Linked DNA regions of Mus musculus: regions 2, 3, 4, 5 and 6 are each linked to region 1. The links are chromatin contacts, called in public Hi-C, HiChIP or PLAC-seq and promoter capture Hi-C maps. All regions are on one chromosome and are shown on one strand. The core of a region is the stretch at or near the end of the contact, and the rest is flanking DNA. Distances in the headings are between cores, read along the strand shown.

Region 1 (4,641 bases), core at 181-2,680:
GCAGAGTATCTGATATGCAACCCCCGGGTTGAGAACCCTTGCTCTATGAGCTTGCTACAGACCAATGAGGTAGCTTTATTAGAGTAATTACTTCATTAGCATCAAGTGGCTGAACAGGTCTGCAGAACTGGTTCTATTTGGGGGTGCTGATTAGCTGTCAGGGTCACAGCATAGGTGCTCAACTTCTGTATGGCTGGAAATGGGTGGGGGACACAGAATACAAAGTAGAAGTGCAAATAAAATTAGCATGCAAGATAACAAATATAAGGTAAGCTTTGTGGGTTTCTTCATTTTGAGACAGGGTTTCAGGTAGCTCAGGCTATAACTTGAGATCCTCCTGCCTCGGTCTCTCAAATTCTGGGATTGCATGTGTACACCACCATGTCCAGCTTCAGTAAGCATTTCTTCTAAATTAAAAAAAAAATTCCTACCTTAAACCAAGCACGAAAATGAACGTAAATAAAGCCAACACACAGATGACTCCAGTGAATTCTTTTTCCTCCCATTCATAGGCTGGACAGAAAACACCCATTCACATACACCCAAGGAGCCAACGGCAGGTTCGTTTTCCACTCCCTGGAGCTTAGGCAAAGAAATGTTTATTGAACTGAAGGCAACGGATTAAAGACCAAAATGAAGTGTGGTTTGTAAAGATAGGATTTATTTACCGTATTTCTCTAAGTTCACTATTCAAGGATAGATACAATTTAAGAGAAATAGGTGTTTTCCCCAGGGTGATATAGAAGCCCTTTGGAAGAGGCAGACTTGTGGAAAGTAAATATTTTCAGGAGGAGGAAGGTCATTTCTGTGAGGTTAAGGCCAGCCTGGTCTACACAGCAAGTTTTAGGCTACCCAGGGCTACATAGTGAGACCTTCTAAAAATAAATAAAACAAAACTTTTTTTTTTTTTTTAGGAGGGAAAGAAAAGGGAGTGGAAGGGTGAACTGGGGGGCCAGCCTTCAGCCTGAAAGCTTAGAACATTTCACGAAGTGCTTTCTTTCATATGGAATGTGGGCAATGGGGTTAACTGATATAGAACATGGCTGTGGAAGGCAGCGTTTGCCTGGAAGCAGAGTGAGGCGGTTCTGCCTTTGCTACTTGCTACTTGTGTGGTTAACAGGTCTTTCACCCAAGTCCTCCTCAGGACTAAGCAGAGAACGTTGTGTTCAGGATCTAGGTGGGGCGCAAATGAGCAGGGTAAGGAACGCTGCAAGCCAGGAGAAATCGGAGACCGAACCTCCCGCGGGGCCCGCCGCCCGCGCGCTCCCCCGCGCCCCTCGTTTCGCTCCTCACAGCCCCGCACTGCCCTGGTCCTCCGGGCCCCGCGCGCTCCCCCTCCTTACCCGGCTTGGTGGTCACCAACTCAGCCGCCAACTCTCCTGCTGCAGACCTGGCCGCTGGGTCCCAGAAGCAGGCATGAGCCAAGTCTTCAGGACGCTGTTGCCCCAGCAACCAGGGTACGTCCCAGGTGGATGGTAAATCCCCGCCCCCGACAAGTAGAGGAGTTGCGATTGGCCAAGGAGGCGGAGCCAGACAAGATTCGGGCCTAGGAAGGACTTCCTCCGGAAATGCTGTCCCTGGGAGAGGTGTGGGGTGTATCCCTCTTTTCTGTTTTTATTGTTATTATGTTGGATTTCTTTGTGATTGAAGCCGTGTCCCATGGACCTGCCCCACCTCTGAGAAGCAGAGTTATTTATCTTTACATTCTTATAGCAAAATATTCTTGTGTTCTTTTTCTTGTATAATTGCTATATTCATCAGAATTATATAAGCCTATTTACATATGCATATATAATCTGTGTGCGAATATGCACTTACTCAAATACATTATCGTCTCAAAAATAGTTATGTTGCAATTAAAAATAAGAAAGTAATGTTTAATTTTGCCCTCAAAAGATTACATTTATGTGTTTGAGTATGTGTCTGCCTGTGTGTTATGTGTACCGTGTGCATGCAATGCCCACAGAGGCCAGGTGAGGGCGCTAGAGTTACAGGTGGTTGTGGGCTGCCATGTGGGTGCTGGGAATCAAGCTGGGTCCTCTGCAGGAGCAGCAAGTGCTCTGAAGCACTGAACCATCTCTCTAGCCCTTGTGGATAATGAATCCAGCTTCCCCATGCCATACTTTCTGAGTGCTAGCTGGATGTCTGGTGAGCAAGATTAACTTAGAATTAGCATGTCTGGCAGAGGCCTATTTGTCTACTGTAGGGCATGACTCTACAAACACAAGACCTGCTTGCTTTGCCTACCACTATCTTTGGACTCCACCTTGTGCCAGTACATGGCATGGTATACAACCATAAGGCCCTCACAAATAAATTAGTACCAAGAGTACCCTAGACCTAGTCATCACGAGGGATGACAGTACTGATGTCATCAGTAATGGTCCTTCTCCCTGGCTCTGTGGAGTTCCCTTCTTAAGACACTGTCAGAGTTTGTATTCCTACACAAAACATCATGTCCAAGATGGGGAAGAGAGAGAGTTTATTCAGCTTACACTTCCACATTGCTGTTCATCACCAAAGGAAGTCAGATCAAGAACTCACACTGGGCAGGAACTTGGAGGCAGGAGCTGATGCAGAGGCCATGGAGGAATGCTGCTTACAGACTTGCCTCCCCTGGCCTGCTCAGCTTGCTTTCTTACAGAACCCAGGGATGGCACCACCCACAATGGGCCCTCCTCCCACCCTTGATCAATAATTGAGAAAATGCCTTACAGCTGGATTTCCTCGAGGGAGGCTCCTTTCTCTGTGATAACTCCAGCTTGTGTCAAGTTGGCACACAAAACCAGCCAGTACAGACAGACACCCGTGTAAGTACTTTATGTCTAGTTCAGTCTGCTCCACAGGACGCTGATGAGATAGGTCCAGTGGAAACACACACACACGATATTTTGTCCAAGGATTCACAGCTGATCAAGTCAGGTCCAGAACGAGAATCCACAGACCTGAGTCCACAGGCCCCACTTACAGACTTCCTGACTTCTTATTTGGAGAGGAAGTCACAGCCTCATGGGTAAGATACCCAGCACATATCTTTGCCAGCAGGTGAATTAATGAGTACTGTGCCCTATGCTGCACAACTGGACCCTAAGTAGCCCCTGCCCCTGGCCTATTTAAGGAGAAAGCAATCTCTCCTGCCCACTACCAGGCTGACACATTTATCCCTCTAATTGAATGACCAGGCCTCCCGTCATTAGGAAATAGCATCCATACACCCCTGACAAACATGCCATATGTTCATAATTTCTTTGACACCTTCTCTTGTCCCAAAAGAGAACTGCTTTTCAGAGAGTCCAACGCCTGTACTGGTTGTCCTGGGTCCCTTCACAGAGGGCTATGTGTTAGCCTTTTCAGAAACCTTTGCTTGTGTTTGTAGCCTTTTCAGAAGACATTCAGTCAAAACTATTTCCTCGTGGAGCTAAGACATTACTGGATTTTTTTTTTTCAATTCTTCTCACCTAAAAGAAGCTCTGCTGGAGATAAGATCAAAGAAGATAAGAGAATCCAGCTGCCTGCTAATAAACAGATTTGCAAAAGCCTTCTTATGTTGTTGTTTTGGGAAGTATTATTTTCATAAACACTTAACACACACACACATCCACACACATCCTGGAAATTTCTAGAAGTCTTTAGGGAGGAGAAGCTAGTCTGCAAATAAGAGGCAAGCAGGCCACAGCCTGGACCTTCGTGGGCAAACGCAGGGTCCCTTTTGAGCTTTGTACACTACTGGCCTTTTGCTTGCTATGTGCTCCAGCTTCGAGATCCATAGCAGAGGGCAGGGTCTCATCCCTGATGGGACGTGTTAAACCTAAACCTGGAGATTTGCTCATGTTTGGTTTAATTTTTTGTGTTTCCCCCTCCACTTCCCCAATCTTTACTCTGTAAAGTATTTTCCTGCACTGGCAATTTCTTACTTCTGTGTGAAGAGTTGACTATTTTTTTCACAAGAAGCTAAATTCAGCTTACGTGTTTATTGCCCAATGAAATCATAACACCTATTAGTGTGGGTTTGATCTCTGTCCAGACAGAGCAAGCTCTGTATCAGAGACAGTGGCCCCAGGGCAACAATTTAATGATTGTCATTTCTTCTGGGAAAACTTTCCAAGCACCCTGCTGGTTCCCTCGGAGTGCAGGACGCCCTGCAAAGGGCTACTTTCAAAAGGGTGGGGCCTGGAGCCGGACTGCGGTGTTTGTGTCCTTCCCCATCCTCCACAGCATCATCTACACCAGGAACTTGAGGGGCTCACTATTGGCTTACAGACAACTCCAGCTAGGCTCCGCCCAACAGCTACCCGCCCACCGCCATTACTACCTGCCCTGTAGCTGCCAGGTGTGGCCACATATAAGAGGACTGCTCCCTACACCATCTCTCCTCTTCCTCCTCCTCCTCTTCCTTCCTTCCATCTCCTCTCCTCTCCCCCCCTCCCACGTGTGTTCCAGACCTCTTTCTCTCCTGTCCCCCTCTGTCGCTCCTTTCTCAGTCCCTACCCCTTTTGCAGGTACCCGCTCCCCTCCCTTTCCACAATAAACCTCCTTTTGTACTAGGCCTGTCCCTGTCGTATGACGCGATTTCTCGGGGGGTGGGGACACCTTGGCAGGGGCCCGCCAGGTATTCCCTCACTCCCCACCCCCCACCCCCCA
Region 2 (4,698 bases), core at 2,033-4,532, 700 kb before region 1:
AGCAGTTGTCTAACACCCACACTTTAAATTCTGATAATTAGGAAGCAAACCTATTTGTTTGGTACTGTGGCAGCAGGCTAAGCTAGGTGTAGCCTTCCTCCCATTCTCTGCCTGTTTTCCCCTGTGCCACCATGCTGGAACAGGCTGTTGTCATTCACCAATGACTTTCTGATTCCAGGCATCACTGTTGCCATCTCCAAGATGCCTGTCTCTCTGAACAGGCAAGTCAAGCTTCCACAGCAGGCACGACTAGTTAACAAGCAGGCAATGGCTGATAAACCAGCAGTAAAAAGGCATTATAGACTATATTATCTGCATCTCTAAAGAGCAGGGTGTACTGTTTCTCTAAACTAGCAATCTGGAGAATGCTATCAGCTAATTCCCTGCACAAGCCCTAACTTGTGGTGAAGGACAAATACAAGTAGATCGTGCAGACAAGTGACTATCTCTGGAGCTATTTTGACAGCAGCTGGCCTCTGAAGGCGTTCCCCATTTCATCTCTTGGCTAGATTTTGCTAGAATCTTCTAAGCAGCTGACACAGAGAAATTAGGCATGGACTCTGCCAGCCTGTGGGACTTTGTAAATATCACAAATTGGATGGAATCTGCTGCCTTTAACAAAGTTTTGACATCTCTGTTAGGGTGCCAGAAAATACTGCATGGTGTATATGCAACATAGTTGAGGGCATTCTGCCTGACCTCAAGAACACAGACACCCAATAATCAGTTAGATGATTACAGGATGACCACGGCCAGTGTCACCTCCCTTCTTCCTCACAATGGGGTGCATCCTGATATAGTTTAAGGAGCTTAGCTATTACATACAGTGTCTGAGATCTTTTACACAGACACCGTCTTTTACAGACACCGTCAACTCTTAAAGGAGTTTTTCTTTGTCTGAAATAATGTCTCACACTGTAACTCAGGCCAACCTGAAACTTATTTCTCCTAAACTAGACTTGAACTTCCTCCTGCCTCCCCCTTCCAAGTGCAGAAATGATAGGTGTGACTCACCATCCATTCTTAGGGAAAGACTTAAAGATGAGGTGTGCAAGCCATCTTCAAAGGTAAGTGGCCCAGCTTCCTTTGTGGTAGTAGCAGTGCTTTTTTGTCCTGCTGCTTTCAACGAGCTGAAGAAAGTGATTTAAGCAGGGCCTCTCAACAGAAGCAGAACCAAGAGAATGAGAGGATGTTTCACTGTTAATTAAGGACCCAGAGATCCCAGTTTTGGTCGGATCAGATATCTGGGAATGAGTCTTGAAAGGGAGTTAATTGTGGTCATTTTTCATCACTGGTACCCCATTCCATGTGTTAATTATTAGGGGATTAATGGGTCATGGTGGGTCCTCCATCAGTCAGCCCTAGAGTCCAGGCACTTTTAGGATGCATTATGTTGTATTTACTTAAAACCAATGAATCATGTCTTCCTTTTGTGTGTAAATGCCATGTCTTCTTGTTGAGCTAAATATTGACAGTCATATCCTATGCCAGGCATTCTGCTGCAAAACAATAAAGCAACATGAAAACAAGTGTTATCTAGGATTTTAGAACCTTAATTTTCATTTTTTAATATATGAGTTTTTTACCTGCATATATGTCTGGGCACCCTATATGTACTTGGTGCCTATGGAGACCAGAAGAAGGTTAGGGATCCCCTACAATTGGAGTTATACACGGTTGTGAGCTGCCATGTTGGTGCTTGGAGCAACCAGTGCTCTTAACTTCTGAGTCATCCCTCCAGCCCAATTTTATAGAACTTCAAATATCTGTAATAATATTGGGGCTGGGAGATGGTTTAGCTGTTAATCACACTGGCTGTTCTCAGTAGTGGTTCTCAGTAGTGGCAATCATCAAACTCCAGTTCCAAGGAATGTGATGCCCTCTTCTGGCCTCCATGAGCACCAGGCACACAGATATACATGCAGGCAAACCACCTAACACACCTAAAATAAAAAATTTTTAAATTGTAATATAAGCCCTCTGTGGTCAGGTACTTGCTTAGCATGTTTGAGGCTGTGGCTTTGCACTGATGAGGGCTTACTCATGGGGCCTAGGGAGAGTTATCAATATAATTACTGTATTAGCAACACTCTATTGTATATGTAATGTGCAGTGAAGAGAACTTAGGTCTGTAAGCTATATCCTACTCTACTTGCCTCTAAACCTTCAGTAAGAAACCTAACACATAAATGAATGCTGACCAGGATGGTACCCAGCGGGTACACTGTCCCTTACAATGCACTGGGCAGTGGCTGTAGCTCACAGGACAGACCCTTGGGTATGATTCTTCTCTGCACTGACCATTTGCCCAATCATCCTCCACCTTTTGTGCAATCTCTTTTACCAAGGTAGTCTATGTGACCAGTAAAATGTGGAAAAAAGACAACATACAATTTTCAAGATTAGGTTATAAAAGGCACTATGGTAAACTGGGTGGTGGTGGCACACAGAGCCAGGCAGAGCGCTTTGAGTTCCAAGACCAGCCTGGTCTATACAGTGAGATCCGGGACAGTTAGGGTTACACAGACAAAATGTCTCAAATAAATAAATAAATAAATAAATAAATAAATAAATAAGGGGAAGCTCCATGGAAACAGCATGGTGGCACACACCAAAAATCCCAGCACTTGAGAGGCTGAGGCCGGAAGATTGGTAGTTTAAGGCCAGCGGGTCACTTCTAAATAATCATGATTCGAGGACCCTCGGAGAGTCCTGTGGAGAAAAGTGACAAGGGTGCGGCACTAGCTCAACAGCTAGAGGGGGACGCGACCAGGCGTGCCAGTTAAGTGAGGTGCTGTTAACTTTTCCTGGGGAGACGCCACCAAACCCCAAAAAACCCCTGGGGGACACGAACCACAGCCCAAAGCGCGATTTCACAGAAGTCTCTACAACTCGGCGAGACAGAAGTCTCTACAACTCGGCGAGACCCGTGAGGGTACTGGACGTGTACGGAGCACCAGTGACGGGTTACTCACGGGCGAGGGCGAGCAGTGCTCCAAGTCACTCAGAACCCGCGTGGGCGAATACGACCGTTGACCAACCGGGCGCCTTCTCCTCCTCCTCCCACGTCCATTGCCGGGTTCCGGGCTCGCCAGGCGGCCTCTATGTGGTTGCTAAGCACGAAGCGCAGGCGGTAGAAGATGGCCAGTATGTCCTGATTGCCAAGGTTCCCCATGGCCACCTGACGATCCAGAGGCATGGCGCCCGGACCGAGCAGGACCTCCTGAGATTAACTGTTACCGCCGCCGCCTCAGAGACCAACTGCCGTGGGCGCGCGCTCACAGCGCGTGGAAGTAAGCTCCGCCCCCAACGCCCCGCCCCCCAGCCCCGCCCACACCCAGCGCCCCAGCCACTCTTCTTCTGCCTCTCGCGCAGGCCGCTCTGGCCCTGCCCCCTCAAGCCCCGCCTCCTGCTCGTCGCCCACGTGCCGCTCGTTCTGTTCCCGCCCTTACTGCCCTCACTGCCCTCACGTGCGCAGACGCCAAGTGCTCAGGTGCGCCTGCGCCTCTACAGAAAGCGAAGGGGTGGCCAAAGCAGGACTTTACCCTCACGCTGTACTGTCACTGGTCCTGTTTTATTCTCCGCTAAAGCCAAACCCTGAATCTGTGGTAGAAAATTATTATTATTATTGTTATTATTTTTTGTAGAAAATTTTGGTTTTGGTTACTGGAGAGACCGCTCAGTAATTAAGAGCGCTGAGTGTTCTTCAAGAGGACCCAAAGTTGGATTGTCAACATTGACAACCTCAGTTGGAGGGGGACTTCACACCCTCTTCTGGCCTCCACACACAGGCAATAGGCACTATAGGCTCGTGGTACAGATATACATAAATACAGGCAAAGCACAGTAACAGGAAATAAAAATCATATATACATATACATAAACATACACACACACATATATATATATGGAGAGAGAGAGAGAGAGAGAGATGGGGGTCGTATGTAATCCAATTTAGCATCGAACTCATGTAGTTGAGGATGAAGCTGACTTTTTGATCCTTCTGCCTCCATAAACCGAGTGTTGGAAGGACAGACATGCATCACCACCGTGTTTCTGCTCGGATGGAAGGGTATCCTGGGACTTGGAAGCCCAGGAATCACAGCTACTCCTGAGCAAGGGGGAGGGGGCTTCTCTGGAATGTGGCTGATATGTCCAATGAGATATTAACTATGAATATCTGTGTATATGCTTGTGGTCATCTGAGAGTCCTGGAGCTGGTGACCCTCTGGAAGAGCCTTAGACTATCTTAAGTAATGAGCCATCTTTCCAGCACCCCACGAGCTTAGCTAGCACCTGGGCTCCACCCCAAGCTTACAGGACACCAGTAACTGGAAGGCTGAAACTCCAAGCAGGTGCCTCTTTTAGAAGGGTGTGGGGTAGCTGGAAGGCTGAAACTCCAAGCAGGTGCCTCTTTTAGAAGGGTGTGGGGTAGCTGGAGAACCTGGCCTCAGGTAGGGTGCAGCTGTAGAAGAAGAGGTTTGAGAGTCAAGTTCAGCTGGCTGCTTGCCAGCTCCCTGGCTTTCAGCATTTTCTTCTCCAGGGGTGCCCTTTGCGCCTCTGCACTGTTTTGTTAACTCTTTTCTTTTTTCTTTTCTTTTCTCTTCTCTTTTATTTTTTCTTTTCTATTCTTTTCTTCTTTCTTTCTTTCTTTCTTTCTTTCTTTCTTTCTTTCTTTCTTTCTTTCTTTCTTTCTTT
Region 3 (4,211 bases), core at 1,396-3,895, 550 kb before region 1:
GGACAAGGCAGCTGGAGGTTAATACTTCCGAAAAGTAATCACAAGGATGGACCACTTACAACACAGTAGCCATTAATTTCTTGGGGCTGGAGAGATGGCTCAGTGGTTAAGAGCACTGGAAACTCTTGTGCCCACACTGCAGCTTAAAACTGTAACTCTGTATCAGAGAATCTGACCTGTTCTGGCCTCCACATGCACTGCCAGCACCTGCCATACAAGCCATGTGTAAGCAAAAACACCCATTATTTTTAAAAGAATGAACTGTTTATTTCTAGAATCTTCTGAACTGAAATCATGGAAGGTGAAACCATGGATATGGGGAGTTACTCTCTCTGGCACACATATTGTGTGTTGGCTTAGTTTGGCTCTTACTCATGGTGTGGCTGGCCCATGGGCCATTACCAGCATCATAGCATCTCATGGAACTGGTTAGAAAAATGGCCTTTTGAGAGTGGGGTGTGGCTGATTGGTAGACCACTTGCCTGACTTACAGGAGGCCAGGGGATTCATCCCCAGCACAGGAAGAGGAAAGGGAAAGGGGAAGCCAGGGAGGAAGAGGGGAGACAGAGGCGGAAGTAAGATTGGGTCTTGCCTTCCCCCACCAGTGATGTTCTAACTCAGATGCTTTGGAGGACCCAGGGAGCTGTCAGATGATGCTTACACACGCTCAGCGTTGAAATCCATTTGTCCACTTCATGTATGTCTCAACTCAGACACGTCAGCACAGGACTATCCCCATACCATACCTCCTGCTGAATCCCCAGCCCCCAAACAGTGTCTGGCAGCAGCAGGTACTTAGTAAGTACCTGATGAATTGTGCCAGGCCTGGTGGCACCAGGTCTCTACTCCCAGCACTGGGGAGGCAGAGGCAGGCAGATCTCCATGAGTTCCAGGACAGCATGGTCTACCTAGTGAGCTCTAGGACTCCACAGAGAGACCCTATCTTAAAAACAACAACAACTAAAAAAAAATTAAAATAAAATAGGTTGGCAAGATGGTTAAGCAGGTAAAAGGGGTTGTCTTGCAAGTTTGGTGCCCAGAGTTTGATTCCTGGAAGGCACATAAAGGTGGGAACCAAATCTACAACGTTATCGTCTGACATCCATGGGCCATACGTAGTACAAGTGTGTCCACATATACATAATGATAAAAAATAAGTGGAGTCCTGCATGGTGGCACTGGCTTGCAATCCCAGTGCTTGGGAAACAGAGGCAAGGGGATCAAAAATCTAAGGTCATCCTCAGCTACATAGGGAATTCCAGGCCAGCCCGGAGCTACATGAAACCCCCAAATAAATTCCCTCTGTGGAGGAGCAGATAAGTGCTACTCAAGCCAGTCAGTGAATGAGAGGAAGCCCAGCCCTCCATGGTGGAGAAACCAGCAACAATCACCTATAAAGACCTGGCTTCCTAGGAACATGCAGAATGCGACTCGGGGGAAGATGGGCAGCTCAGAACACTTGCTTGTTGGAGTACTCCAAAGAGCTTCAACCTCTGCTGTGATCACAGCCGCAGACAGGAGTCAAGGCAGCCTTCCTAGGAACAGCAAGATGAGAACTCACCAGAGTCTCATCACCCTTCTGTGTCCAGCCTCAGAAAGCAAGGTCCCTGCTTCCCACACTTTGACATTTTTACAAATCAGGGTCAGTGACGTCACGACGACACCAGGATTCCCAGTATCTATATTCTTTTCCAACAAGCTTTCAATGAAAGGGGCGGGGGGAAGCTATCTCTAAGAAAATAAGACCTAAATGGCTGGAGAGATGGCTCAGCTGTAAGACCCAGTCCTGCTCTTGCGGAGGACATAAGTTTGGTCCTCAGCACTCAGCACACAACCTTCTGTATATAATTCCAGCTCCAAGGAGCTCCCATACGCCCTCTTCTGGCTTCCACCAGCACTTACACTCACGTGCACCCCCACCCCCACCCCCGCGCACTGAGACACAAACATATACACATAATTAAAAATTAAATAATGAAGACTATTTAAATAAAGAAAATAGTATATAATACTGCACATCCATGACCTCCACTCCTCTCCACACCACTGTAGGTAGACAGTGCCATGACCTAAAGTGGCTGTCTACTAGTATCTCCCATTCATTGACAGCACAGCAGGGCTTCTCTTTTTGTGCCGCCATATGACATCACTGTTTTATGCTCATTAAGTGTTTCCCAAACAAAGCCTGTTTTACCAAGACCAACTTGGTTTGCAAGGCTATACTTCCTGCGTCCAGTTGAGGACGCAGTCCCTGCAACACCCCCCCCCCACCCCACCCCGCCCGGGCTCCACAGAGGACCACAACTCCCAGATCCCCCTCCTAACAAAGAGGGCAACATCTCGGGTCGGTGCAGTCTTGCAGAGGAGCAAGTAGAGCAGCCTTGAGCTCCCCGTACAGGTGCGGCGCCCCCCAACCTCCCCCAACAGATGCCACCTCAAACAATACAGGCTGTGGATGCACTGAAAGCCTACCTAGAATAGCCGGTAAGAAAGATAATGATGCAATTACAGCAGTTGAAGGCACAAGGCAAGTCCCAGGATATCAACAGAGAAAACGACGTTGAGCAGCGGAGACACGGACTGGGTAGCAGAAGCTAAACCGCCCGGATCCTTCACGGGCAAGCCCGCCTGCGCGTGCGCAATCTCCACGCGCGGCCACGCCCACGGCGCACAAGACCCCGCCCGCCCGTCCTCTCTACTGCAACCAGTCCGCCTTGCTCACTCCACTTCCGGAGAGGTGTCCTAGCAACCGAGAACGCGAAAACCGCTGGCGCTACTGCTTCCTGATTATTTTTTCTGTCCATGGTTGTGACACCTTCTTTCCTGCCTCGGTATTTTTCTGCGAGTTATCTATCCACCGCTTAGAGGCTAGAAAGCGCAAGGTATCCTATCCGCGCACCCTTCAGGGCCAGAAATGAGAGTTGTAAGGGCCAGGGCCAGCGGATAAAGGTGCTTGCAGCCAAGCCTTATCAGCTCAGTTCGACTCCCGGGACCTACATATGTGATGGATGGAGAGAACAGATACCTACAAGTAGTCTTTTGATCTCCACTCGTGTGCCATGTTGAACGCACCCCCTCCCCACGCCCACACACAATAAATGTTATTAAGAAATTAGTGAAGCCGGGTAGTGGTGGCGCATGCCTTTAATCCCAGCACTTGGGAGGCAGAAGCAGGCGGATTTCTGAGTTCGAAGCCAGCCTGGTCTACAGAGTGAGTTCCGGGACAGCCAGGGCTACACAGAGAAACCCTGTCTCGAAAAACAAAAACAAAAAACAAACCAAAAAAAAAAAAACCAACAAACCAAAAAAAAAAAGAATCTGGAAATTGGCTCAGAGGTTTAAAAAAACGTGCTGTGTTATTGCATAGGACCCACGTTCAGTTCCCAGCACCCATGCCAGGCTCCCCACAACCACCTGCATGTAACTCCAACTCGGGATCAGAAACCGGAAGCCAATGGCCTCCATGGGCCCCTGCACACATGTAAAAAACATTCGTGCACACACGCATGATAAAAACATAAAAATAGGACTGGAGAGATGGCTTGGCAGTTAAGAGCACTGACTTCTCTTCCAAAGAAGGGCAATACCCAGCACCCACATAGTGGCTCACAACCTTCTGTTAACTGCGCATATGGTGCATTGAAATATGTGTAGGCTAAACATACACACACACACACACACACACACACGAATAAAATTTAAAAATGAAAATTAAGTCCAAAAAAAAAAAAAAAAAAGACAGGATACAAGATGACAGACTGAGCTAGGCATCTGGAGGCCAAGCAGGTGCGGGGCAGGGTTAGCCATTGTCTCCTACTGACACTCCACTTTGCCATCCAGAAATCAGAGATGACGATTAACTCGTGTTTCTGAAGTTGTAATGTAATGTGAACATTTCATTCGGCATGTAGTGACAACAAGGGGCCCTCCCAAAGGATTTGAAGCATTTGTCCAGACGGTATGTTTTGTTTTGTTTGTTTGTTTTTTGTTTTGTTTTGTTTGTTTGTTTGAGACAGGGTTTCTCTGTGTAGCCCTGGCTGTCCTGGAACTTACTCTGTAGACCAGGCTGGCCTCGAACTCAGAAATCCGCCTGCCTCTGCCTCCCAAGTGCTGGGATTAAAGGCGTGAGCCACCACGACCGACTCAGACAGTATGTTTTATGTGTGCTGAGCTGCTGTGTCTCTGTGTGTGCGTGTGTGTGTGTGTGGGGA
Region 4 (4,744 bases), core at 1,540-4,039, 920 kb before region 1:
GTTCTCCCTGAAGCTGTCCCCACTGCTTCACATAAGACTGCACATCCCAAGACACACCAAATAGGTTTTATAGACGGCAGGCATCAGGAACTGAGGGGACCATCTAACGGCAGAGCCTAGTAACAGTTAGCAACCTGTAGGCCTGAGCAGGTTCAGCTATGCTGGACAACCCAGAGCCAACTCCACCCCATTTACCTGAGGGAAGATCTGTGAGAATTGAGAAAACAGCAGAGTGGGGTTAATAAAATGAATGAGTCCCATATTTTGTGTCCACCTAGACTAGCAATTCTCAACCCATCGGTAGAAAGAGACTGCTTTGGAATTGAACCACACTTTCACAGGGATCACCTAAGACCAGGAAAACTGACTCGTTACGACCTGTAATAGTATGAAAACTAGTTATGAAGTAGCAAAGAAAATAATTCATGCGGCTGGAGAGATGGCTCAGTGGTTAAGAGGACTGACTCCTTTTCGGGAGGACCTGAGTTCAATTCCCAGCACCCACATGGTGGCTCACAACCATCTGTAATGGAATCCAACACCCTCTTCTGGTGTGTCTGAAGACAGCAACAGTGCACTCACATAAAGTATAAATAAATCTAAAAAAAAGAAAAGAAAAGAATTCATGGAGGGGGTCACAGCCTAAACAGTTCTCAGCCTTCCACCATCACCAGCCACATCCGCCTTGGAATTGCTTTTGGGAATGTCCATGGTCCTCCCTTGTTGCAGACATGAACCAATATAACTGATGTCTGTGCAAGTTTAACATGAAACTAAAATAACCATGAAGAAGTGCAAATAAAATGTCATGGAGTGTCTGAAACACACTGCTGACCTCTGCAAGAAAACACATATTACAGGCCACCCCAAACTCCTCACTAGTGTGACCTCCTCCCCAGCACCCATGTAATTGGTTTTGTCTTTAAAAACAATGTATCCCCAAGCATGGTCACTAAGTGACTGACTCATGGCCTAGCCATCAATAAAAGGTCTCAAAACTTTTTTTGGTTTTGTTTGTTTGTTTTTTTGAGACAGGGTTTCTCTGTGTAGTCCTGGCTATCCTAGAACTCACTCTGTAGACCAGGCTGGCCTCGAACTCAGAAATCCGCCTGTCTCTGCCTCCCAAGTGCTGGGATTAAAGGCGTGCACCACCACTGCCCCGCTCAAAACTTTTAAATGGCTTAATCATTGTGGGTGTCAATCTCTCTTACGACCCAGAAGACATGTGACAATAAGAGCTGGTGAGCTGGGTGGCACTGAGATTGGAGGGAGCTTGTCTCCTTTCAGTGTAGGAGGCAACAGTGTTTACTAGACACAGGCGTAGGGAAGGATTGGCATAGCTGAGCAGATCAGTGTCTGGGAAAACAGTTCCTTAAAAAAATAAAAAGGTTTATTTATTTTATGTATGTGAGTACACTGTTACTGTCTTCAAACATAGCAGAAGAGAGTACATCAGATCTCATTACAGATGGTTGTGAGCCACCATGCTGCTGGGAATTGAACTCAGGACCTCTGGAAGAGCAGTTGGTGTCTTAACTGCTGAGCCATCTCTCCAGCCCCAGGAAAACAGTTCCTGACACCTACAGCAGTGTATCTATATGCCTGCTGACCACGGGCCGACTTAACCACTTTTTCACCTGCACATTTATAAAAGCTAGAAATGGCTATCGATGTTTAAGAGTATGTTGAGTCTGACTGTCTCACTTAAGACATCAGGGCATACATCCATGAATGCCAATGCCACCCTCTTGGAACTGTTTTGTCTGTCTTTGCCTGAGGCCAACTCAGTTGGGGCACTCGGTGGCCTTGGGAAAGTCTTTCTCTCTGGCTCCAGCTTTCCCGTTTGTGAAATGCGGAATAAAATAGTTAAGCAACAGCGGAGCGCCTGGAGCACCAGCTACTCAAGAGACTGAGGCAGGAGGATGGATTTGAGATCAGGAGTTCCTGGATAACATGGAGGACGCCGGCTCTCAAAACGGAAACAAACTGGCCTGTCATCTCAGCCCTTGAGAAACGGGAGGAGGAGGGAGACTCTTGGCGTTTTAAGGCCAGCCTCGGAGACGCAGCGAGTTCGAGGCTCGCTCCGGCTATGTGAAAGCCGGCCTCAAGAGAAAACAAAACGATCAGACAACCATTACAGATATCACAGTGAAAGGAACAAGGCGTCTCGCCTATGAAAGAGCTCTTTGCTTAAAACGGGTCGGGCTAAGCACCGTGGCATAGGAGAACCAGCAGAACTGGCCATAAACAGCTCTGGGCTGGCGGCTCCTCCGCTCAACTTCCGCCCTCTTAACTCCCAGGACCTAAAGGCCGAGCGGAGACGGCGCCACCGTGGTCCCCCCGGACCCGATCCTCCGGGGAGCAAGGCCCTGGCCCGCCCAGCCCTCGGCTCGCCTGCGATCGGGCCTCCCGGGCCTCCCGGGCCCAGCAGCCAGTGGACCGACCAGCAGCTGGGCCCGCGCGGCCGGGCCAATAAGGAGCGCGGCGGACGCAGGGGGCGGGCGCAAGCGGCGTCGCCCCCCGGAGCCGCTCCCTCCTCCGCCCCCGAACCCCAAGAAGCAGCGAGGCCCCTACGAGCCTCGAGGAAAAGGGAAAGGGCCGCTCACCGTCCCTTGGCCGCCGTCCCGCGCTTCCGGATGAGCTCGTCCAGCGAGAGATCGGCCATCTTGCGGCGCGCAGCTAGCGGAGAACGGAGGAGAAGCCGACTGCGGCGAGCCCGCCCCGCGGCCGGAGTCAAGAGCGGCTTCCGGCAACCCGGACGGCCAACTCTCGCGACAGCTCAAACGAAAAGCTCGAGACGGAAGGGGTGGAGCCTCTCTCCCCGTGAGCCTTTGCGGTGCTCGCTTCTAATTTGCATGGAGGAGTCCGGAGCCTTATGGGCTCTCTCTCCCCCCTCCTCCTTTTGCTAATGAGGAATTAGAATTATATCGATCATAAACCATTAAAAAGCATTATCAAGAGGACAAGTCTTTTAGTCATACAGCCGATCGGACACTCACCATACTTGTAATGAGAATATAATTTCTTACCCCTGAGGAACGTAGACACGTTCCTCATGCCTTAAACTTATGAGTAAGGAAAATAACGATTCGGGGTGACGCCCGAGTCCTCACTGCTTATGTGAGAAGAATTTTTGAGCGGGTATAGGTTGCAATCTGAGGCGACCCGCCTACTTTGCGGGATGCCTGGGTGACGCGATCTGCCCGACCCCCTAATTCTACAAGAATAGAAAGCTTAGCAGCTCCTCTGAATGGTTGCTCTCAGGTGCTAGTGGTTGCAAGTCGTATGTTGATGCCTGCCTTTGCCCTACCTGGTGTGTGAGCGTGAGCGCGCCCCACCTCTCCAGCCTCTCTCTTACTGTTTTTCAGACAAGATGGGACTGTTGTTCTCCTACTGCTATGTACCTCAATTTCAATTGATCATGCCTGGACATAACTGCCCATGTTGTAAGGTCGTCTACGTTGTAAGGTCGTGCTCAGTTTCTGATGCCTAGACTAGTCACCTTTCCGTTTGCCTCCTGACTGTGTAAATGAGGCAAATGAAGGTGGTCTCTTAACTGACATGTTAGTGTTTGACCTATGGGATAGTTTCTCATTGTTGAGACAGAATTTCTAGAAGCTGGTCCGCTGAGCGGCTAAGAGCACTTGCTGATATTGCAAAGGATCTACCTGGGTTTGGTTCTCAGCACTCACATGGAAGTTCACATGTAACTCCAGTGCCAGGAGATTCAATGCCTTCTTGACCTCCCAGGCTATTGCATACATATACATACATACATACATACATACATACATACATACATATATGTGTATACAGGCAAAACACTCATAAACATAAAAATAGATAATTTTTTCAAAAATAAAAACATGATGCTCTTGGGTCAGTTTCTCATGTTCCCTTGAAAATGTACATGTTGGGGCTGGTGAGATGGCTCAGTGGGTAAGAGCACCCGACTGCTCTTCCGCAGGTCCAGAGTTCAAATCCCAGCAACCACATGGTGGCTCACAACCATCCGCAACAAGATCTGACTCCCTCTTCTGGAGTGTCTGAAGACAGCTACAGTGTACTTACATATATTAATAAAATAAATCTAAAAAAAAAAAAAAAACTATCTGCCATATGGAACATTTAAAAAAAATGTACATGTTATGAAAGGAAGGCCTTCCTAAGAGACAAGAATCAGTTTCCCACAAGAATATTCACGAGCTTGGCTCAGGAATCCCAGGCTACTAGTTTGAAATGCCCTATGACTGAGGCTTTGGCAAAGTGGGGACTTTGATCAACCTGGACTGCCCCCATTCTCAGGACATAGACTCTACAACTGGAACCCCATCCCTGCTGCCAGGGCCTGAACTACAGGTCCACTACCGGGTCAGCCATTAAAAAACAAAACAAAACAGAGCATCAGGGTTCAATGGAAGGCTTGGCAGGATCCAGGAAAACCCTAAGGTTCAGCATCCGATACTGGAGAAGCATCCTGGTCCTGGTGGTAGAACTGCGAGTGGGTCTAGACTTGATCTCTTTAAGTAGAGAACACCAGCATACAACACACTCGTACCTCTACGTGCACACGAGGAAGAGAATCCCAGGGTGGGTAAAGGTTTAACCTCACTGCTGGGGCCAAGTTGAGCTATGCAGAATATAGGAACAGGCCAGAGGGGTCTTGCCTATAAGGTCCTAACTCCTCTAACAGTGAAGTTGTTAAAATGTTTTCCTTCAGTACATGGGACTATAAGGAAATTAT
Region 5 (4,579 bases), core at 477-2,976, 620 kb after region 1:
AAGGCCAGAAGAGGGTGCTGGATTCACAGAGCTGGAGTTACAGGTAGTTTGTGAATTGCCACATGCTAGTGCTGAGAACCAAACTTGTATCCTCTGAGAGAGCAGTTCAGCCTGAGGGTTAGGGTTGTGATTTTACGTTGGCCGGCATTCATACCTATCCTGACGCACATAGAGTTTGTAGGCAGAGACTGGACATACTTGATACAGGATGTAAAACCCCAGGGTCTGGAAGGATAGAGAGAGACCATGGATGTGTGGCCTTCACTTTCCAAAACACAGGAAACTGAAGCCTTTGAGAAGTGACTCACCCAAAGCTTACAGCTGCTCCAGGGATGGAGAGCACCCACCCGGGACATAGGACTAGCCACAAGGCTAGTGCTATGGAGCAATGACAGCCCTCCCCTCCCCTCCGCTCCCCTCCCCTCCCCTCCCCCCAGCCATGCTGACCACCACTGTACACCTGAGTGAGCAGTTTCTACACCCCCACCTGAATGCCGCATCCTCCCAGACCTGGGTTCCTTGACTTGGTTCAGAAAGCTGGTGCCTGTTGTTTGGAGACTGGAAAATTCATCTGCTGTTGACCCCCAAGTCAGGTCCTCACTGGGGCCATTGACTGAATGAAGGAGGTAGGAGCAGCCCAGCCCTTCCCTGCCCTGGCTGCCATTTCACAATAGGTTGAGTGGCCTTCGGCTCTGTGAGAGTTCTTGCGAACAAGGAGTTGTCTGTTTGATCCTTGCCTCCTAAGACAGGCATGTGGGGGTGTCCAGTACACAGTGGCTGGTTAGGAAATGCTGATGGTGGGAGTTGAACCATGACTCTACTCTCCTGCAAGTCACCTGGGGCTGTGCTTGGAAGTGGCAGGCAAAACGAGTGGGACTCCCAGATCTTGCTTGAAGGAGGCTGTGTGTCAGGAGCTGGGGTGTCAGGGGCACTGTGTGTTCGTGAGCCTTGGTCCAGCCTGCCATGTTCTGGTGGCAGAACCCGGGAGAGATTATTTTGCCCTGGGTGCCCCCACAACATTCCCAGCAGGTAGAATTCAAATTTGCCTCAATGCCCCAGGGCTGTCCTGTCCTAGGATCATTTTGCCTTGTGCCTAAGTCACCAGGATTGAGGAGACACTCTGACTTCTACCATACAAGGGGATCTGGGATTCAGGGGGTGCCACTGTCCTCCATTCCTTCAACTCTCGGTGCAACAACCCCTCTGGCCAGTCAATCATCCAAGGTACCGGCCTGAGAGGACCCTAGTCCCTGGCCCCTCCCCCGAGAAAAGGCTCTAGGACAGCCTGGTCATGCTAAACTCAGGTGGGGTGGGGCTGATGGCTGAGGCACCCGGCAGAAAGCTTTGATCCGCAGTGGGCGGAGCCTGTGTCCACGTGAAGGGGTCTGGATAGATCTCTGTGGGCACAGCCTTTCCTCCTGGGATGGGTGTCTGGAGAGGGAGTGAGTTCAAGAGACGTTAATGGGAGCCTATGAGTCCCTGTGCATGGTGTGTGTGTGACCACAGGGTTGGTTGGGTGCCGGGTGGACAGTTGGGATTGAACTGCTCTGTGGCTCCTGTGTGGTGGCTTCCGAAGGGAAGAAGGGAGGTGGCTGAGAGCAAAGGAGCCAGCCCCTTGAGCTGGCCCTTTGGCCGCAGAGGGCTCCAAGACGCCGGCCCCGCCCTCCCAACAGGAGACCACGCCCACTATGGCCCCGCCCAGGCTGGAGGCCCCGCCCCCGGCCTGCTTTTGCGCTCCGAGCGCTCCACGCTGAGCCGCCGCGAGCCATGGTTCACAGGGCCCCGCGCTGGGAGTGCTGCCCCGGGCGGGGGCGCAGGACCCGGGCGGGACCCCACGGGGTCGCCGGGCTTGCTGCTAGCCGCCGACTATCGTCGTAGGGGACGCGGGGGCGCGTGTGGGCCGGGGTGAGCATGAGGACTCTCCGCAGGTTGAAGTTCATGAGTTCGCCCAGCCTCAGTGACCTGGGCAAGAGGGAGCCGGGCGCGGCGGGTACGGACGAGCGGGGCACGCAGCAGCGCCGGGCCTGCGCCAACGCCACCTGGAACAGGTAAGGCGCGCAGCCCGGAGCGGCGTGGCCGGAGACCGCACCGCGCCACTTTGCGCGCAGCTCGCCCCGCCGCCGGGCCGTGCGCGGGGAGGGAAGTGAGTGCAACGTGTCAGCGGCTAGAGCCCACGATCGCTCCCCGGGGGTGGGTGGGTGGGTGGGCGGCCGGGGAGCAGGAGGCCTCTGAGCCCCCACTTCGCAGGGGCGCACTTGAACCTCGCGGGCCCCCGGCGGGGCGCCGCTGCACTTCCTGTATGCGTGTCGGGCCCTCGGCGCGGGGTGGGCGGTGGCTTTCCCTGAGTTGGACCCCGGGCCTCCCAGCTGTCCGCGGGGGTGCGCCAGCTGCCAGACATTCCTTACCGGACCCTTCCGGAGGCCCATCCAGGACCAGCCGGGCGTGGGAAGCCCCTCCCCCAGCTGTGTTCTCAACCAGTCACAGATAGTTCTTTTAGCCATAGTTCCCCGGTGGGTCTCCTCTTGGCCCTTAAGGAAAAATTAAAAAAAAAAAAAAGTATTTCCATCCAAAGTAAAACACGGATTGAGGGAGGTTTGTGGATGCTGGCTCTCCACTCCACCCCTCCACCTGGCAGAGAAATCCTGCCAGGTTCTTCACCCTCTGTGGTCTGCCACTAGGGACACGGCTGTCACTTGGACACATGTCTTCTGTTCATCTAGTCTGAGAGCAATCGGGGGGGGGGGGCACCCGGCTGCCAGCAGGGACCCTAAGTTCCTCCACTAAGCTGCAGCCTGCCTGAGAGCTGAGACTACCTACCTTAGTTTCCCTCTCTGCTGGGCCTACACCGGTCTCCTCATTGGGCTGGGAGCAGAACTGTGAGAGAAGGAAGACTCCTTTTCCCCAGAACTGCTCAACCACTCTCTTCGTCCCCTTCCTTGTCTCTGGCCAGGGTTTAGTGGAGCCATGCTGACTTTTGGCTCAGATTTCAACTCCACTCCTCTGTTGTGTGGCCCTAGGCAGTTGGTTTTCCACTTCTGGTCCTCAGTTTCTTTATTAATAATATGGGTGAGTGACTGTTGTTGGAGTAAATGTGAAGATGTGTAATCAGGCTGTGAGCATGAGTTCTGGCACACAGTAGGTCTACCCTGTAACTCAGAACTCAAGTCTAGGAACATTCAGAGAGTAGTGTCTCGGAAGTTACTAGAAGCAATTTTGTGGGGACCCTTTCACCCCATCTGGGGGCCTCTGGCTCAGAGGGCTTTGATGGCGCCACGTGCCACCAGTCATGGCTGTGAGAAGGTTTACTCTTTGCCAGAGCTCTGGGAGGGGGAGGCTTGCAAGGGTCGGAGGCGTCCCCTGCCTGGGGAGTCAGGCTCTGGCTGTGTTCTGTGCTCCAATCCTGGGCCAGCCTGTTCAGGGTCCTCACCATCCTAGCCAGCAAGGGAGGTTTTATGCCCCCATCCCAGCTGGGAGATTCAGGGTCACCCAAAGTGGCCAGAACCCATACTGTACAGCATTTCGTGGCTTGAGTCCCGATACTCTCCCACGTACAGACACACATAAGTAAAGGGACTGGTGATGGTGGCCCAGAGTCGCCTCCCAGCCCCAGCGCCTGCCTCTCTTTCTGCTGCCTTTCCAGTGCCTGCAAGGGCTCCAGGACATGAACCCTGAGCAGGGTCAGGACAGCTGTGTCAGCCGCCTGTGCTCTGGCTATCCCTGCAAACTATGGTCCTCCTTCATCTCACGACCATCGCAGCATTAAAGAGTCTTATTTCCCAGTCAGATTGTAAGCCTTAACCTTACACCAGGGACTGTCTAACCCACTGCAGTGACACTGGGTACAACCCTTGAATTTGGTGCACAGCTATTGCTATGTCCTAAGATAGTCCACACATTCATTCATTCATTCACTCATTCATTCACTCACTCATTCATTCATTCATTTTCTTCATGTTGGCTTGACCAAGCTGAAGTGTTAGTTTAGGATCGAACAGCCTGTTCAGAGCCAGAGACCCTAGACCAAATTGGAAAATAAACCAGGGGCTGGGGGGGGTGGGGCGGGGGCCGGTAATTGCTGATGGCTTAGCACTTGGGGGAAGTAGAATGGGGAAACACCAGACCACTGGCCACTTGGCCAGCCCCTGCCTTCCGTGCCTGCTAGCTAGGTGTGTGGGAACATGGGGAGCTCTCTGAAAGAGGCATGGCGCTGCTGGCCTGTCCCACGCTGCTGTTGTGGAGTAGTTTTCAGAGAACCCGCTGCTGCTTTCCTGGAGCTCAAGGGCATAACAGCTCCCTCCTGCCGGGGAGATGCCCTGCTGTCCTCCAGCTTCTCACCCATAGAGGCTCCAGAAAAACTCCCAGAAGCTAGCCGCTGTCTACACTAGACCTAAGGTGCTAGGGGAATTCATGGGTGAATCCTAGCCTTCTGAGCCTTCACTCAGCCAGTGCCTTGTCTGTCCCCCAGTAGGTGGAAGCCCTGGGCAGGCAGGAGCAGGGGAAAGTCTACCCCAAAGTGCAGGACCCCTGCAAAGCAAGGTGTGTGCCCCTGCCCTCCTCTTCCTCCTCCCAGTGGGCTATC
Region 6 (4,532 bases), core at 463-2,962, 600 kb before region 1:
AATCTCAGCCCTCAAGAGGCAGGGGCAGGCAGATCTCTGAAAAGTCCAAGCCAACCTGGCCTACTCAGTGAGACCCTGCGTCCAAAACAAACCCCTTAAAACTAAGGGCAACCCCCTATCTTCCCCCTAGAAATGCCTGGCCATTAGAAACCTGTACTGGCACTGAGGACTACGGAAAAGCCAATGGCACCTCTCTCTACCAGACAACATGGAAACTTAGATGTGTTTCTTACATACACACACTTTTACACTAATTATTATGGTTGGAAATAACAAACCCTAGCTCCCCAAACAGCATGAACTAAAATACCATTTCTAGTCCAATGAGTCTTTAAAAATCCTGCACAGAGAGAGCAGATCTAATCAGTCAGCTACTCCTCTGTGCTCAGCTACTTTCCCAAGTAATAAATATCCATCAGCCCAATGATCAGTTTCTTTAAAGCCTCTAAACTGCACACATCACACAAGTTTTTCATGTAGTGGCCTCACGGCTAAAGTAGCATAGCTTCACCAAGGAGACTGCCAAACTCTACAGTTCAGTGTAAATGCACAGACTAGAGTGTTCCAGGAAAGTCAGGAGAACCCCCAACTACGCTAACTCTCAAATCCGGACTTCTGTGGAAAAGTGAATCTGAGCGCCCAGGGACGGAAGAGGGAGGCTAACACAGAACCCAGTTCACCTGGCTGATCCCTTCACCAGGGGCTCCAAGCTGACAATCCCAGAGGTGCAAGACCAGAACTTAAGCAAAGTGGAAAACCTGCAGGGGGTAGGAAGGTGTGAGCTCACGTCCACAACTCGGGATTAAATAGATTTACATCAGGACAGTGCAGAAGTGTTTTTGCTAAACCGCTAATGAGTAGCCCTGGAGACTGTCAGCAACCTACTCCCCCTTCATCACTAAACCTAAGGACAGCTGCGGTCAAGGGAAGCCGACAAGGGCCAGGGATGGTGCACACAGCCCGGACCAAAACTATCTTCCCTCAAGGGGCCAACAAGAACGCAGCACCCCTGGGGCGTGTCTACTTCCAGGTCTAACCTCTAAGGCCTTGAGATCCCTAGCCAGCTCCTCTGGATCCACTCCTGGAAAAAAAGAAAAGTGGACCTTCTCAGAGGGGGTCCGCAAGCCTGGGGTCTTTGGGAAGAGAAGAGAACGCGGCTCTAGAGCCCCCACGGGAGGTAGGAGGGAATTGACGATTCGGATCCACTGAGTCTCGAAAACTATGAAAGTCAAAAAGGACAGCATGCAGCCTTTCCTGTCTCGCCTCACACCCCTAGTTCGTGTTCACCGGTCAGGCTTGGCTCTCACCACGGCGGTCACAGAGTGTGGGGAGGACGGAAATGGAAGGCAAGAGTCTGCAAAGCGCCCCATGAGTGCGTCCGCGTGGGACTCGTCCGCTCCGGCCGCCCTTCGGGCCTCCCGGGCTCCGCCCGCCGGCGCGTGGCCCCCCGCGCGCGGACTAGAAGTTTCGAGCGGCGCGGCCCCGCGCGCTCGGCCCCAGCGCGGCCTGACAGGGGTAGGCGCGGCCACCGACCCGTGTCCCAACCGTCGCGGCGCACCCCTCACCTCGGCCGCCGTTCGCCTCGGGTCCCACTGAGCACGCCGCCCCGGCCGGGCTGCGACTCCGACCCCTTCCCGTTCCGCTCCAACCGAGCTCCCCGGCCCTGCCCAGACCCGCCGCAGCCGCTTCTGCCGCCAGCCGCGACCGCGCCGCCCCCGCCGCGCCCGCTGTGCTCGCCCTATTGGTTGCCTGCATCCAGACCCCGCCCTTCGGCCCAGCGGCGCTCCAGATTGGATAGTCTAAAGCGGAGGCGGCACGCCCCCCCAGAAGCTAAAGGAACTACCTTGGGCTAGCATTAGCGGCCTTTCCTGTCAGTCAAACGAGGAGCTACTACTTAAGCCGCTGAGAGGCCAACACGGGTCACTCCCTGGGAGACGCCCAAAGGACCGGGACTAAAGGACTTTTTTTTAAAGTGGGCCAGAGTTTTGTGGTTTCCCTAGCACCCAGAACAACTGCGGTCCCTGATCTATAATTCAGATAAGGTGGACTTTGAGAAAGTTTCCTCGGATCTGGAGAAATTGCTACTTTTCTAGAGGACCCGGATTCCATTCCAAGTACCTAGTACGTAGAGGCTTACCCTGATCTGAAATTCCAGTTGGAGGGTTATCTGTCTGACGCCCTCTTCTGGCCTTTGTTGGTACCAGGCACGCACGAGGTACAGACATGCTAACACTCATACACACAATTTTTTTTTTTTTTTAAAGAAAGTTTCCTCCAAGCCAGGGATGGTGGCGCACGCGTTTAATCCCAGCACTCAGGAGGCAGAGGCAGGTGGATCTCTGCGTTCATGGCCACTGTGGTCTACATAGTGTGTTACAGGCTAACCAAAAACACAAAAAAGAAGAGGAAGTGGGGTGGAGAGACTTCCCTCCAGAGGATGCCGATATGGCCATCAGAGCACCAGACAATATACAGACTTTCTGCTTCTCACATAGCGCTGCCAGATAGGAGGTTGGCCCTATGAGCAAAGAGAAATAATGAGCCAAAACGGCTAATACCTCGCTGAGCACTACCTCACACAGTCCCGGCCAGGAGGACAGTAAGCGATGCGTGGGTGAGGGTCTGAGAAACTGACAGCAGGTAACTTTCTGGGAACTGTATGGAGTAAAGAGTAAATGGTGGCAGACAGTGGCTAGTGTCTGTAATCCCAGTACTCAAGAGGCGGATACAGGAGAATGGCTGAGAGCTCCAGGCAGCCTACGCAACCGAGTAATTGGAAGAAAGAAAGAAAAAAAGGTAAGGTCAGCCTGGAATATATAGTAAGACCCTGCCTCAACCTCCCTGCAAACAAAACAAAACAGAAAAGGCAGATGTAGTAGGTAGCACTTGGAAGGTAGAACAGGAGGGTCAGGAGTTCAAGGTCATCCCCAGCTACACAGGAAGTCCAGTTTTCAGGCTGGACATAGTGGTACCTGCCTGTAATCTCAGCATTTAGGAGGTAGAGGCAGAAAGATCAGGAATTCACAGTCATCCTCAACTGCATAGAGAGTTCAGGTCAGCCTAAGCTATATGAGACCTTGCCCCTCCCCCACCCAGAAAATATAAAATAACCTCCCCCACTCATATCCTTACAGTGACCAACATTTTCAATATGTATTTATTTATGTATTTATTTAATTACCCAGAGGCTAGCTGTATTGCCTGTAAAATACCCTTTTAACAATGATGTCTGTGACTCCTTCAAGAAAAAAAAAATCATCTCAGTAATTCCAATGTCTAGAAGTAGAGATAGCCAGGCATGGTGGTACATGCCTTTAATCCCAGCTCTCAGGAGGCAGAGGCTGGCAGAGCTCTGTGAGTTCAAGTCCAGCCTGGTTTGCATAGTGAGATTCAGGACAGCCAAGGCTACATATCCAGACTCTGTCTCAACAAAACAAAACAAAAGAATACAAGGTGGGGGGGAGCAGCTGGCAAGTGTTCGGTGAACCTAGCAAAGACAAGGGGCAACAATATCAAACACAGTGACATTTTTACTGTCCCAAGGTGGATAGAATATGACAGAGAGCAAAGACCTCCCAGAAAGCAATGAGCTCTACAGGGAGAAAGAAAGGGGTTCCTCTCCACTGGAGCACTTCAGGCATGCAAGAATCGAGGAGATATGGTAGGGAGGGTTGCTTGGCAGCAAATGGCCACTCCACCCTGCAAGTTCCTTCCCTTCTTTGGGGCTTGATTTTCTCCACTTTAAAACAGAAGTCCAGGAAAGACCAGGACTAGTGAGCCTGCCGGGCTCTCAGGGTGGCCAGTGGCTGCTGACCTTGTCTCAGGGTCTCTCTCGTCGATGAAACTGCTTCCACTTGTATTTATTTTCCTTATTTATTTTGTTTGAGGCAGGGTCTCACTACAGACCAGGCTGGCTTCAAACTCACAAGAGACCTACCTCCTATGTGCTGGAAGTGAAAGGCTTGCACTACCAAGCTCCACTAAGCTTTCATTTCTCAGTTGGGATTAGCATGCAGGAGAGACGGTTCTGTGGGTAAAGTACTTATGGCACCAACATGAAGACCCGAGTTCCGATTCCCAGAAACCGGGTAAAAAGCTAGAGTAGCATGCATGTATAATGCAAATGCTGGGGGGAGTTTCTAGCCAGGCAGCCTAACTGACAGGAAAAGTTCCAGGTTCATTGAAAGACTCTGTCTCAAATAAATAAATAAATAAATAAATAAATAAATAAATAACTTGGGACAGTCATAGAGGAAGATACCCAAAGTTAATCTCATGGCCTCTGTACATGCACTAAACACACACACACACACACACACACACACACACACACACACACACACACAATTGGAGGGTATGGCTCACTTCACAAGACCCTGGGATCCATTTCCGGCACCATCCAAACGAGTCATTAAGTTTGGAGACACCAAAAAACGTTAACTGTTGGGGCCAGAAGAACACATTCCTGGATCTACCTAGGAATGAAGCGAACTGCTGCCAAATGCGTGGAATGAATGTGTCACCGATTAGGA

The links. Promoter capture Hi-C pulls out the DNA fragments that hold promoters and counts their contacts. A called contact is a pair of places that touch in the nucleus more often than the background predicts. HiChIP or PLAC-seq counts read pairs in DNA pulled down with a chosen protein or histone mark. Capture Hi-C pulls out chosen DNA fragments and counts their contacts.
Region 2: a Hi-C map of cerebellum shows a contact between it and region 1, with 2.7 times the contacts expected there. The contact joins the promoter of 1700001L05Rik here to the promoter of Efcab6 in region 1. A contact is called at or near these places in 3 of 39 promoter capture datasets (cranial neural crest, hippocampal neurons and second pharyngeal arch cranial neural crest), 1 of 484 Hi-C or Micro-C datasets (cerebellum) and 1 of 9 other capture datasets (embryonic stem cells).
Region 3: a promoter capture Hi-C map of embryonic stem cells shows a contact between it and region 1, with 2.8 times the contacts expected there. The contact joins the promoter of Ttll1 here to the promoter of Efcab6 in region 1. A contact is called at or near these places in 6 of 39 promoter capture datasets (the 3T3-L1 cell line, cranial neural crest, embryonic stem cells and 3 more), 2 of 484 Hi-C or Micro-C datasets (the N1E-115 cell line and embryonic stem cells) and 5 of 115 datasets of contacts at active chromatin or transcription factors (astrocytes, embryonic forebrain, embryonic hindbrain and 2 more).
Region 4: a Hi-C map of cortical neurons shows a contact between it and region 1, with 5 times the contacts expected there. The contact joins the promoter of Poldip3 here to the promoter of Efcab6 in region 1. A contact is called at or near these places in 2 of 39 promoter capture datasets (hippocampal neurons and second pharyngeal arch cranial neural crest), 2 of 484 Hi-C or Micro-C datasets (both in cortical neurons) and 1 of 115 datasets of contacts at active chromatin or transcription factors (craniofacial prominence).
Region 5: a contact with region 1 is called in a promoter capture Hi-C map of pancreatic islet. The contact joins the promoter of Prr5 here to the promoter of Efcab6 in region 1. A contact is called at or near these places in 1 of 484 Hi-C or Micro-C datasets (brown adipocytes) and 1 of 9 other capture datasets (pancreatic islet).
Region 6: an H3K4me3 HiChIP or PLAC-seq map of embryonic forebrain shows a contact between it and region 1, with 4 times the contacts expected there. The contact joins the promoter of Pacsin2 here to the promoter of Efcab6 in region 1. A contact is called at or near these places in 2 of 39 promoter capture datasets (cranial neural crest and hippocampal neurons) and 3 of 115 datasets of contacts at active chromatin or transcription factors (embryonic forebrain, microglia and pancreatic cancer cells).

Annotation. Positions count from the first base shown.
Region 1 is chr15:84,063,919-84,068,559 of GRCm38.p6, forward strand. Efcab6 (EF-hand calcium binding domain 6) reads right to left here and starts at 1,431. Exons shown (of 32, transcript NM_029946.4): 1 at 1,344-1,431.
Region 2 is chr15:83,364,015-83,368,712 of GRCm38.p6, forward strand. 1700001L05Rik (RIKEN cDNA 1700001L05 gene) reads right to left here and starts at 3,283. Exons shown (of 4, transcript NR_027980.1): 1 at 2,976-3,283; 2 at 1,015-1,496.
Region 3 is chr15:83,508,262-83,512,472 of GRCm38.p6, forward strand. It overlaps Ttll1 (tubulin tyrosine ligase-like 1), which reads right to left and starts at 2,646. Exons shown (of 12, transcript NM_178869.4): 1 at 2,473-2,646.
Region 4 is chr15:83,146,589-83,151,332 of GRCm38.p6, forward strand. Poldip3 (polymerase (DNA-directed), delta interacting protein 3) reads right to left here and starts at 2,790. Exons shown (of 9, transcript NM_178627.4): 1 at 2,607-2,790. The coding sequence starts at 2,665. Rnu12 (RNA U12, small nuclear) reads left to right here and starts at 3,057; the gene lies at 3,057-3,206.
Region 5 is chr15:84,679,272-84,683,850 of GRCm38.p6, forward strand. Prr5 (proline rich 5 (renal)) reads left to right here and starts at 1,727. Exons shown (of 8, transcript NM_146061.4): 1 at 1,727-2,048. The coding sequence starts at 1,912.
Region 6 is chr15:83,462,894-83,467,425 of GRCm38.p6, forward strand. It overlaps Pacsin2 (protein kinase C and casein kinase substrate in neurons 2), which reads right to left and starts at 1,713. Exons shown (of 11, transcript NM_001159509.1): 1 at 1,566-1,713.